Linked DNA regions of Ovis aries: region 2 is linked to region 1. Evidence: chromatin contacts called from public Hi-C data. All regions are on one chromosome and are shown on one strand. Each heading gives the region's core, a stretch centred on a gene start, on an enhancer-like site or on the middle of the called end of the contact. The rest is flanking DNA. Distances are from core to core; before and after follow the strand shown.

What was found. A called contact is a pair of places that touch in the nucleus more often than the background predicts.
Region 2: a Hi-C map of liver shows a contact between it and region 1, with 2.3 times the contacts expected there. The contact joins the promoter of TRIO here to the enhancer-like site in region 1. A contact is called at or near these places in 2 of 16 Hi-C or Micro-C datasets (liver and tail adipose tissue).

What each region holds. Positions count from the first base shown.
Region 1 is chr16:59,089,024-59,095,354 of ARS-UI_Ramb_v3.0, forward strand. The region is part of intron 1 of TRIO (trio Rho guanine nucleotide exchange factor); the gene reads right to left. LOC132657922 (a long non-coding RNA gene) reads right to left here. Exons shown (of 2, transcript XR_009596722.1): 2 at 1-6,331. Among named protein-coding and RNA genes, the nearest start is that of TRIO, 67 kb to the right of the region's middle. Within about 2 kb of position 1,993, at least 4 of the 54 cell types and tissues checked have an H3K27ac peak or open chromatin away from gene starts, as enhancers often do. A contact at or near this core is called in liver, where this site is marked.
Region 2 is chr16:59,157,385-59,163,963 of ARS-UI_Ramb_v3.0, forward strand. It overlaps TRIO (trio Rho guanine nucleotide exchange factor), which reads right to left and starts at 2,089. Exons shown (of 57, transcript XM_060400268.1): 1 at 1,900-2,089. The coding sequence starts at 2,071.

The DNA of each region.
Region 1 (6,331 bases), core at 743-3,242:
GCCACACTCAATGGTAAGACGGGGACCCCCAAGGGTGCATCTTCAGATGCAGCTGGGTGATTCTGTCCTGTGTGCTCCCTGGGGACCGTGACAGACAGAGTCGGACACCTGACAGAGCGGACCCAGACTGTACAGGGGGGCTAGCATTTGGGGTTCTGCTGCTATTGGCTCTGCTTACTTAGTTGCTTCAGTCGTGTCCGACTCTCTACAACCCCATGGACCTTGGCTCGCCAGGCTCCTCTGCCTGTGCGATTCTCCAGGCAAGAATACTGGAGTGGGTTGCTATTTCCCTATTTATTGGTTCTAGATAATTTTAATAACAAATATCCACTTGAAAGTGGGACGAGTGGAAGATGTTGCCTTTTAGTCACTAGGTCATGTCCAACTCTTTTGCGACCCCATGGACTGCAGCCCACCTGTCTCCTCTGTCCATGAGATCTCCCAGGAAATACTGGAGTGGGTTGCCATTTCCTCCTCCAGGGGATCTTCCTGACCCAGGAGTGGAACCCAAGTCTCCTGCACTGGCAGGTGGATTCTTTACCACTGAGCCACCAGGGAAGCCCAACGGAGGACGGAGGATACATACAGCAGAACAGAGGCACTGGAGGACCGCAGGCGTCTCCCCGCCACCTCACACTCACACCTGCTCCTCAGCAGACACGTCCAGGCCTCTGCGCCCGCTCCCTGGGCCCGAGGGCCCCGCGGCCTCTGCGTCCCAGGGGGTTTCTGGTGGCATCGGAGGGTCTTAAGAGGGGTGGCTGAGCAGGAGAAGCCGGCTCTGGGGCCAGGCTGCCTGACTCCAATGCTTGCTCCCCCTGCCCAGCCTTGGAGCCTCAGCTGCCACCCCTCAACACACAAGGTTATCATAAGGATTTGACCTCATAAAACAAATGAAAAACACAGAAAAGAGGAAAAAGCGCTGACCCAGTTCAGAACACACTCAGGTAGTATCCTCCAATGACAGAACCATGTTAAAAGATAAACAAGCCAATTTACACACCTGCTCCCGTTTCAGCACACACTAAAAGGAACCGCACAGCCGGTGCATGGCAAGTCAAATGATACAATGGGTGTTTAAAACCCAAGAGGCATGGCTGGGAACTGCCATACAGAAGTCTACAGGATGTATTAAAAGAAAAGCTCCTCCATCCTCAAGATACCTCGGCGTCAGTAACAGGACAAGAGTTCGGGACCAGAGATTATTTATAAAAAGCCATCAATATTCCAATGACCATTCAGTTCTCTGAACAGGCAGGGTGTCCGACACGAACTCCAGTCATCCAGAAAAGGTGACGCAAATACAAGAAAGAAGATAAAAACCACCTTGTTGTCTGAAGCATCTTTTCAAATAATCATATAATTAAATGGGGATGCAAGGCTTAACACCAATGACTGGACAAGTAGGACCCTAAGGTCAACACTGGACGAAAGCTAATTCATGCGCACCAGGCCTGTTTATAAATTCTAGAAGTGTCTGCAGTGTCTCCACTGTCCAATCAGATGATAGGGCAGATTCAGAGAACCCTGACAAACGTAGGGAAGGAAACACGTTTCTACAGGTTTACTGCGACAATGAAAACTCATGGTCACAATCTGAATAGCCGACTAAGCTTGCACTATGTGCCTGGTTCTGCATGGATTATCTCACCGAAGCATCAAGATGACGCTGGGAGGTAGTCGTTACCATTTGTCACTCCCAGTTCATAGAGAAAGTAAACCAGAGGTCCGAGACCTCTGATTACAAAGTGAGGCACTGATTCAAAGTGGACTCCAGAACACAAGTTCTTAATCACTAAAGTGTAAATAAACAAAAAATGACCAAACCAGCATAAATTAATGACCGGTTCTTCCCACTAGTGTCTTGCTCAAACCCAGTCGTCTATTTCGGAAGAATAAGACCAATAATGTGGTTTCCCAATTTCCGCATACTTCTGGGGAGTAGACTTTAACTCATGTCACTGATGTGACTGCAAATAAAGATTTGTGCACACAGATGAGATCACACACTTCCTGAGGTCACTGGGTCAGAGTCAGAGAGACCTTAGGGGTCATTTAGTTAAGTCTTCATTTTATGGATGAAAAATCAAAGTTCAGAGCAGGTGAAAAGCATTCTCCAGGTCACATGTAAAGAATCCAGGTCGAAACAAAGAAGGTCAAAAGGGAAAAGAAAACAAAATTTTTAACACTAGCACATTCACTAGTAAAACATAAAAACATAATAAAGTGCAATACATTTCTAGGCTGTTTTACTTAACGTAAATTCATTTCTCTGTTCTTACTACTGAACTTATTAACAGGAGTAATGCAGTATGCTGCTGCTGCTGCTAAGTCACTTCAGTCATGTCTGACTCTGTGCGACCCCAGAGACAGCAGCCCACCAGGCTCCCCCGTCCCTGGGATTCTCCAGGCAAGAACACTGGAGTGGGTTGCCATTTCCTTCTCCAGCTACTTTAATGTAAAAGAAAAACAAAAACAAAACATTATGCTGCTGATCTGAAATCAATGAGAGGCAAAATGATCTGAGACAGGACGTGTTTCATTGCCTAAGGTCAGAAGCAGACAGAACATTCCCTCGTCTATACACATGCATCGACTCATGTCACAGACAAATCAATGAGGCCCTATATCATCCAACTGAAATATAACACTCATTTTAATCCATCCATTAAAAGATCATTACTCGAAATAAGGTGACAATAGAATTGATTTCTGATTTGTATTATAATAGGTTTCCATCCCTCTGCTGTGTTCTTTCACCCTTTCTAGTGAGCCAGGGCAGATACAGACTTTAAATAATAGATTTTTTGTAACTTTTTCAAAAAGCTGTGTGTGTGTGGGGGGGGGGGGGGGGGGGTGTCGGTCAGGTCAACCTCTATTTCCCAATCACCCTGAGACCAGCCCATGGGCTTTCAGGAGTCCAAAGCTATGGAGGGGCCTGTTGAGCTGGCCGGCAGTGTCAGTGTGGCCCAACACCTGGAAGACTGGGACCAACAGCCTCAGTTTCCCTGACTGTGGAACGAAGCATGAGAGATGAATCCTCCTGGGGCCCTGCCTAAGTGATCCACAGCATCACCTTCCTTGAGACATGGAGGTTCTGATCGTGCACACCAAGGCTTGCTGGTCTACCAAGTCAGCCAGAGGACCCCAACACCAGTAAGTCACAGCCAGCCTTCACGGCCTGTCCGTCTCTAGTTTTCTAAACGTGTGTGATGGAAACAAAAAGGAAACTTTCACGGGAGCACGCTACAGATTTACAGCCCATTCTGAGCTAGTCGGCTATTCATCTGACCTCTTTCTCAGTGCGATCACTAGTTTTCTTGGTCGGTTAATTTTTAACCAAGTCAGTTAAAGCAGAAAGCCATCACAAGGACACACGTTAAAAGATTCTGTCTCTGTCCTCCTCCTGCTCAATACAACACAATGCCAAGTCCACTTTGAGAGGCCGGCCCCTCGCTGTCATCTCTGGGCCCAGGCTAAGGTCTTTTCTCTGAGTATGAATCCCTGGATGAGATGCCTTCAGGGTCCTACTTGCATAAACCCTAATATACCAATCCGGGTATTCATCCTTAAATGAAGCTGGTATATAGAATCATTCCAGAAGAAATCTAAGGACAAAATGCTTAGAGATATTTACAAAAATTTCCTCTTTTTACAATGGCCTCTCCCACACTCGATATGACAGCTCACCTTAAATGTACTGCCTTTATCAAATCTTCCCATATCATTCATTTTAGCTTTTACAGATACCTTTTCTTTTCCCACTCATGTCTTAAACACTTAGATAACGTTGAATTACATATACTGATAGCAAAAGTACCCCTGACATAAACAAGTTTGGAAACAAACATGGCTTAAGTGAACTACCCAACCAGTAAGAAGAGCCCAGTGCCCTGGCCTGCTAAGCTACATGCTCTCCTCTGCCAGCAGCTAGTCAATTACAGGTTAATATATATTTTCAAGGAGTTGGGGTGGGAGGGAGGAGGAGGAGGTGGAGAGGGAGGAAGAATTAAAGGGGGGGAAAATGTATTTTCCCCTTCCTCTTCATTGCACTCACAGGCATCTTTCTGCCCCAACTTGAATTACTGATATTTTTAAGTACAAAGCAGGCTAGTTTTCCTCTCATCCTTATCAGTGGTTGTAAGGTTATCTGCACGAAACCAACATCTAGGAGGGGGAAGAGGCTCTGACCTGTTCTAAATCCCTCTAGCATATACACTCATTGTTCCTCAAGGTCTCAAACCTTTCTTGTGCTTAGTTGCTTAGTCATGTCCTACTCTGAAAACCCCTCTGGACTGTAGACCACCAAGCTCCTCTGCCCATGGGGATTCTCCAAGCAAGAATAATGGAGTAGGTTGCCATGTCCTCCCCTCCAGGGGATCTTCCCAACCCAGGGATTGAACCCAGGTCTCCCGCATTGTAGGTAGATTCTTTACTATCTGAGCCACCTGGGAAGCAAACCTTTGTTAGAGGCAATAAATTTTCTATCAGTAGATCCACTCATCTTGGCTCCATCACTCACTAACTGTACACTGCTTTCATCATCCTAACATGTCCCTTTGGGTTTCTTTGATTGCTAGAAAACAGGTGAACCAGTATGTATCCTGCACAAATAAAAGACAGAAGACTCACTTTCTCAAAATTCCTGGACCAAATAAAATTCAAACACAACATGTAAATTCAAAATATAAAGCGGTGGAATTTCAAACCCTCTCTTCCTGGCTACGCTCAGCAGACTTTACCCTGGTCAGAAGGGAACCAATTGTTTTGTTCTCCCAGTCATTCAGGAAAATTAAGAATTAGCTCTTTCTTTCCTCTTCAATCACGCCAACAATTCTTACCTACCTGTTCCAGCCCTTCTGTGGGCATTTCTGTTTTGTGTAACTGGCCCAGGCCAGCATTTAAACCTTGAACAGGCTTCGTGAAACACCCTGCCTGCCTGAGACGTGATTCAATGACAGCAGTGCAAATGCGTGTCTGAGCGTGCATGCAACTGGACTCGTTTTTACAGACTCACAACTGTGCACACGCTCTCCCAAATAGTCACTCCTTTCAAGGTGAAGGTAGGAGAAGGCCAAACCAAGGGACAAGGTCAAGAATTTATTTAAAAAATATTAAGAACAGATGTCACCTTTGACATATAAAATATTACAAGCACACAGGAGTACATGTAGCAAGCAAACCTTCCTTTAAAACAAGCTGTTCAAAATTGTTTTTATTTTTCAAATATTTAAATTTTTAAGTCTATTTTAATATCAACTTTCCAAAAAAACTCAGTTTGTTCCTCTTCTGTAAGTAATCGATATCTGTGTGTTCCACATTCAAACACTAGATTATGACAGCGAGAATCTGTTAAAGGTATAAAGGCTGGAGTCAAGCAGAGGAAAAAGGGTTCTGCCCTCCTTTTTCTCCTAGTCATGGATTAAGGACTATACTGATAATATCAAGTGTCTTCCTACAGAAATAATGCTGCATTATTAATTTCCTCTCCTCTGACAGTAGAGGAAAAGGTATCCAAAGTACCTCTGTATGTTTCATGGTGATTCTATTTTGCTTCCAAGAATCGTGTACCAGTCTCCTCTAGACACAGGCACACCACCCACCTAGTATTCAACAAATAATGCACAGACAGGGTGCTTTATTCAAGCAAAAAGCTGTCTAAGGATATGTTAGTCACTCAGTTGTGTCTGACCCCACAGAATGTAGCCCATCAGCCTCCTCTGTCCATGGGATTTTCCAGGCAAGAGTACTGGGGTGGGTTACCATTCCCTTCTCCAGGGGATCTTCCCAACCCAGGGATCTGAACCCAGGTCTTCTGCATTGCAGGCAGATCCCTTAAGGTCTGAGCCACCAGGGAAGCCTGGGTAAGGATGAAGCCAGTACAACTCTGACCTTCCTCAAATTTAGCCAAATCAGAAAACTGGGAAATTCCACCCTGGCCTAGAGGAGCTAGCCAGCAGTCTCAGGAGAAGCCGGCCCTCTACACCGGGTGGGGTGTAACTCTCCCAAGGGGCCACCAGCCCACCCAAAAGGGGGGCGGGACAGGGGCCGTAGGACACACTGGGTCAGGAATCTTCCACCCTCAGTAACCTGGACCATCTATTTCTAACCCTCTCCCTCTGAGAACTCAATAAGCATAAGGTGGCTCAGAGGTTAAAGCGTCTGCCTGCAATGCGGGAGACCCGGGTTTGATCCCTGGGTCGGGAAGACCCCCTGGAGAAGGAAATGGCAACCCACTCCAGTACTCTTGCCTGGAGAATCCCATGGAGGGAGGAGCCTGGGAGGCTACAGTCCATGAGGTCACAAAGAGTAGGACACGACTGAGCGACAAGCT
Region 2 (6,579 bases), core at 839-3,338, 68 kb after region 1:
AGGATGAGGCCCCTAGCAACCAACAGGTAAACCCTGGGGAGAGCCACAGTAACTGAGAGCAAGTATTCTGTGAGCATCCAGTCCAACTTGATGTCTTCTGAGGCTCTTATGAGCAGAAGTGATTTCTCTACTGTGCATAATGAAGATGTAAGAAAGTCTGGCCTCATAAGCACCAAAAATTCCCTCTCCAGGGCACACACGCCTTTGAAAGGCGCTGGATTCTGCACAGAATCTATTATTCTGTGACAGGTGGTGGAGAGAGAGAGAGAGAGAGAGAGAGAGAGAGAGAAGACAGGCTAGACTTAGCTTCAGGGCATGAAGGGAAGACGTCCCAGGTCTGCTATTAAGTGGTAAGATGGGGCTGCTCTATCGGGCGAGTTGCACACAAAAAAAGGCTTTCATTTGAAGGAGTTTGTGTTTTCCTAAACCTTTGCTTTCTGCGGGGACCTCACAGGGAGAGAGAGCACTGGGGAGTGTATTAACCCCAAGCTGACAGCAGAGTCAGCGAGTGTCACTCCCAGCCACAACCAATCTGTTAAAACGACTCAAAACGAACCCCGCCTGGCAAGGATCAAGAAAACGAGGGAAGACAGTACTACTAAACCAGGGCTCTACCCGGCAAGGCTAACTTCTGCTTCCGACCATCGCGCACCCGCTGCAAATTGCTCCCTGCGACCCGGATTACCCATCTGAACTCACCGGATCACCCATCTGATCTCACAGGATCTGGCGACTGGATTTTGAAAGGGGCCACGAAGAAACGTGAGCCTCCGGCCTCCGGCGGGCGCCCCGTCGCAGTCCGCTCCCCCGACGTCCTCCCGGGAGCTGCCACCAGCACCCCGCGCGCGCCCCGCGCCCATCCGCCCGCCCCGGCCTGGCCCGCCCTCCTCGGCTTTCCAGCGCCCAGTCTGCAACCTCCCTGCCCCGCGCCTGGTCCGCCGGGCACCGCGCTGCGGGGCCGCGAGGTGGCCCGGACGAGCGAACAAACTGGACTGGGCGCGGGGACACAAGGGAGCGGGCTGGACGAGGCGCCGCCGCCGGGGTCCCCAGGACGCCCTGTCACGCCTCCCGCGCCGGTTCCCCGCGGGCGGGTCGCAAAGCTCGCCTCTCCCGTGACCAACTCCCTCCTCTTTGCCCAAGAGACACACGGCCACCCCGGCACTACCTGCCGGGCAGGGCCCAGCGCGTGCCGGCCCCGCATCTCCACCCCCGGGGCCACCACGTCCCCAGAGTGTCTCTCCCGGGCTACCCCCGGAGACAATGGCTCACCCATCGCCCGGCCGGCCGCGCTCCATTTCAGCCATCACCGCCCTCCTCCCCTCCCCGGGCGGCCAGTGCCCCGGCAGCCCCGTTTCACAGAAGTGTAGATCGAGGCCGGGGAGGTGACAGACGAGAGAAGAAACCTGGCTGCTTATGGAGCTGAGGAGGGACCACAGACAAATCGGCCACGGAGATCAGGCCAAATGAGAGACCGCTTTCCCGGGGCCCGGCCCCGCCGCCCCCGTCCGCTCGGCCTCCGGGGAACAGGGGGGCCTCCGCCCTCGCCGTCCCTGCCGCCGCCGCCTCATCCGCCCTCCCGCGAAGGAGACAAAGAGCCGGCGCCCCAACCGGTGGAGCGGTAGCCGCTGGGGCGGGCGACGGGGAGATTTCACCCGGGAAACCAGGGGCGGGGGCGAAGGGAAGGGCGAGCCGGAGGCGCCCGGGCCGATCCGCGGCGCTCGGGGCGGCGCGGGCAACGGGACCCGCGGGTGTTGGGGCGCAGGGCAGCGGCCTGGGCGGGCGCGCTCCGAAGCCCGATGGGCGGGCGAGCAAGAACCAGGCGCGCCGGGGACCGCGGACCGCGCCTCCACGGCGGGGGCCGGTGGCGGAGCGCGCGGGCAGCGGCGCGGGTGCACTCACCGGATCGGAAGAAGGCCGCGATGTCGGCCAGGTCCTTGGCCGCCTCCTCGGCTCCCTCGCCGGCGCCGCCCCCGCAGCCCGAGCTCGCCGCGCTGGCCGCAGCGGCGGGGCCGGAGGACGCGGCGGGGGCGGCGGCAGCACCGCCGCCGCCGCTGCTGCTGCTGCCGCTCATGGCTGCGGCTGCGCCCGCGGCCGCGCCCGGCTCGGGCCCCGCGCCCCTAGCGCCGCGCGCCGCCCGCTCCGCGCCGGGCCTGGCGGCGCCGATCGCCCTGCTGTCCGCGCCCGGCGCGTGGACGCAGAGCCCCGGGGCGGCGGCGGCGGCGGCGGGCGGCGGCGGCGGCTCGGCCCGAGGAGCGCGCCCACATAGACGAGGACTCCGCCCGGGAGCCGCGAGCCGGCCGCGGGGCGGGAGCGCGGAGCCACGGCCTCGGCAGCGCCGGCCGGAGCGCGGGCAGCCACGCGCACCGCGGCGCCGGACACGCAGTCGCGAGGGCGGCGGGGGATGGGGGGGCCCGAGGGGGCCGGCGGGAGCTCCGCGATCACGGACGCCGGCGGCCGCTGCGAGCCTCCATCTTGATTTCAGATGGGGAAAGGAAGGAGAGGGGAGGGGGGAAAATCACGGCGGAGGGAACCCGGGTGAAAGGAAAAGGGAGAGCAGGGAAAGGAGAGGAAGGGGGAAAAAAAAAAAAAAGAGAGGGGCTTCGGGAATTTCCGGTGAATATCGTCTGGGGCCGGAGCGTGGGCTCGGCGGGTGGGCGGGGCGTGTGATGGGCGGGGCCTGGCGGGGGGCGGGGCCGCGCAGGAGGGCTGGCTGGCGGGCGGCGGCGGGAGCGTTTCAGCGTTGTTCCGTCTTGCGGGCGGCGGCGAAAAGGAGGGAACGCTCTGAGGCAGCGAGGGCGCGCACCTTTCCAGGCCCGGCATGGCGCCCCCCGTTGGACGCTCGCTCCTGCAGCGCCGCACCGCCCTCCGATCGCTGGAGCTGTTGATGACTGATCTCGCCGCGGGGCGGGCTGACTCCTGCTCAGGGCCCGGTGTGCGCGTAGTCTGGGCTCCACAATCGTTGTTGAATGGAAAGAGATCATGAAAACGGGTCGTGTGTTGTACTCCAGCCTCAGAGGGAATAATGGAGCAGGCCTCTGAACTGGGGGCCGACTGTCTCCTCGTCTGCCACAGTCTCCTTCGGGACTCACAGCTCCTCCGCCCCTGCTCCACCAGAATGTAGAGAAGGGGGAAGGTGATGATGGCTAAGGAGACCAAAGGAAGTGAGGGGTAGGTGACATCCAGCTTTAAGGAAGATCTGTGTCACGCCCTCATTTGACAAAATATTCGAGTACAAACACCTATGTACGTGGCTACAACCGAAGGGAGCAAAAGGTGTCTAGTGCGCCGGAAGCAAGAAGAGATAGATAAGATTGATTAAAAAAAAAACTGGTGGAATACTGATGAAACCAATATACATGAACACTGGAAATGAACAATTAAGGAAATGAATAGTGAATGATGAATACCAAGTTTTTCATTGTGAGGAAGTCTAGAATGATCTGTGTGGTACGGAATTAGAGTTGGAGACGTCAGTATGAACCCTTGTTTAGATTAATATAGATGCAGGTGGGTAAGAAAAGATTTGCAGATATGTGTGTATATATACACAGGCTCTAACATGTATGTACATTTCCTTGCTCTGTCAACTGAGTGAATTTGGCATAACACTTGTAGCAAGTCGCACATCAGGCACTCAGATCTTTATTAACACCGTTCTTCAGTAAAAGGAACCCGGGTTCCTCAGGTGAATTGGCTGACTCTGGGACTAGAACAGGAAATATACAAGAGAACCTAGAGCATCTTGTTGTGCCAGATGATAAGGAAGTGCTACGAAAAAATGTTTATTTAATCAACATCCAGAACAATGATGAAAGTCTCTCGAAGGGACACAGAAGCCCATTGAAAGAGCTCCCAGTGATCAAAGCTGTAACAATTTGAACAGCAAAATAAAGCAATGTTCTATTATACCCAAAGTATAAAATAAATATCCATGAGTGCATACCGATATAATGCAATGATTGAATGAGTAAATAATTAAGAGAGAAGAGACAAATGTTCCTCGAAGAAGAATTCAAAATAAATACTTAGATACTCTGCCCTCAGTGAGATGGAATAGTCCTTAACTGTGGTCTGCACATTCAACTTCCAGAAGAGTAACTTTATAATGAAGAAAACTGACAAACATTACTTCACAAGATCACCAGCAGAGATAAATCATGTGGATAGTATGTACCCTTGATATGATGTAATGAAAATGCCACTTTAGCCCTATTGTATTCCTCCCAGAAACACAGTCTAACCATGAGAAAAATAACAGACAAATCCCAGTTAAGGGCGTTCTACAAATGACCTGACCAATACTTCCCCAAACTGTTAAGGTCAACAGAAGTAAGGAAAGTCTGAAAATTGTCACAGACAAGACGAGCCCAAGGAAACAATAACTAAATATAATGTAGTACCCTTAAGGATCCTGGAACCAAGAAAGCACATTAGGTAAAAACTAAGAAAATATGAATAACATATGGACTTTAGTTAATAATAATGTACCAGTACTGATTCATTTATTGTGAGTAATATGGGAAAATTGGATTGAGCTATAAGGGAACTCTGTACTATTTTCACAACTTGTCTTATTATTTTAGAATCTAAATCTATTCTAAAATAGCTTATTTTTAAAAAATTTTTAATTATGTGTAGAATATCAAAAAGAAAACAATTCAGTTGGTCCAAATTTCACAGGCTATCAGCTCAGGTGTGCTGATGTTTCTTTTTCTTATTTTTCAGTTGGGTAATTTCTGTCTCCAGCTCCCATTTCTCTTCATGGCTTAATCCTAGTTTGGAGAAAATAATCTCCAGGAGCTTTCTTTGCCAGCTGAGTACATTCCCCTTCCTGCCTTCTCCCTAAGGTTGAAGCCAGACTCCCAGAGGCATTGGTGATATCACAACATGAGGTGGGGATGGGGAGATTGCACCTGGCCCTTGGTCTTCAACCTAGACAGCATATTAAAAAACAGAAACATTACTTTGCTAAAAAAGGTCCATCTAGTCAAAGCTATGGTTTTTCCAGTAGTTATGTATGGATGTAAGAGTTGGACTATAAAGAAAGCTGAGCGCCGAAGAATTGATGCTTTTAAATTGTGGTTCTGGAAAAGATTCTTGAGAACAAGGAGATCAAACCAGTCAATCCTAAAGGAAATCAGTTCTGAATGTTCATTGGAAGGACTGATGTTGAAGCTGAAACTCCAATACTTTGACCACTTGATGCGAAGAACTGACTCATTGGAAAAGACCCTGATGCTGGGAAAGACTGAAGGTGGGAGGAGAAGGGGATGACAGAGGATAAGATGTTTGGATGGCATCACCAACTCGATGGACATGAGTTTGAGTAAACTCCGGGAGTTGGTGATGGACAGGGAAGCCTGGCATGCTGCAGGCATGGGGTCGCAAAGAGTCAGACACAACTGAGTGACTGAACTGAACTTGGTCATCATGAGCCCGTGCTAGCACTGAGGCTCATGTGTGTCCTGTGTGTGTCCACCTCCTTGATGATCCTACTCGGACTGAAGGCATTGCCATGACTTTGCTGCTTTCTGCTGTTCTATCCTGCTCACCAACCACTGGGGCCCCTGGTCGCCTGCTGGCAGTCAGCACCCCTCCTGAGCTCCTGAGCGGAATGTCAAGAAGACATTCCACTGTTCCCTGGGTTGCTCAGTCCCACCCCACAAAGTGAGGCCCTGTGCTCTCTGCTCCCAGACCCCCAAAGCCTACCTTGGCACAGACTTCCTCTTTCAGAGATTCACATGGGGGTCTAAAGTGATCCATTTCCTCTCCCTCCGAATTGCAGAATTGTAATTTCCTCTGCAGGAAGTAAACTTCATCCCAGATTCATCATACTTCCTTCCAAATCTTTTATTTCGGCATAACCTTTGTGTTCCCAGGAAATGCTGTTTTTAATTTAGAAAACCCCATTCCCTTCCATTCTTCCCTCTGCCATAGGTTCCAGAAGTTTCTCTTGAAATTTAGAAGCCAGTGCTAACATCTTTCTTTCACTCTGCATGCCTCCCCTACCACCCTGCCTGTGGGTAGTGAATATGGATGCCCCTCTCTGCCGCCTAAATGGTGGAGAAAGATCATGAATTTGAAAACATCAAAACTGCTGGGGGGGGCAGGGAGCAAGACTGAATGTTAACCAGCTACAGAAAGATGGTGGTCCTTGAAAAGTGTCAGTTGGAAGAGGCTAACTCCTGAAAGATCAAACCAGTCAGTCCTAAAGGAAATCAATCCTGAATGTTCATTGGAAGGACTGATGCTTAAGCTGAAGCTCCAGTACTTTGGCCACCTGATGCAAAGAGCCAACTCATTAGAAAAGACCTTGATGCTGGGAAAGATTGAGGGCAGGAGGAGAAGGGGATGACAGGGGACAAAATGGTTGGACGGCATCACCGACTCAATGGGCATGAGTTTGAGCAAGCTCCGGAAGATAGTGAAAGACAGGGAAGGCTGGTGTGCTGCAGTCCATGGCATCGCAAAGTGTCAAACATGACTGAGTGACTGAACAACAACTCCTGCTGGAAGTTTCTGGGTGGAGGCAAGTTCTGGATGTTGGGAGTTGGCCTGAAAGGGACTGTAGACTGCATG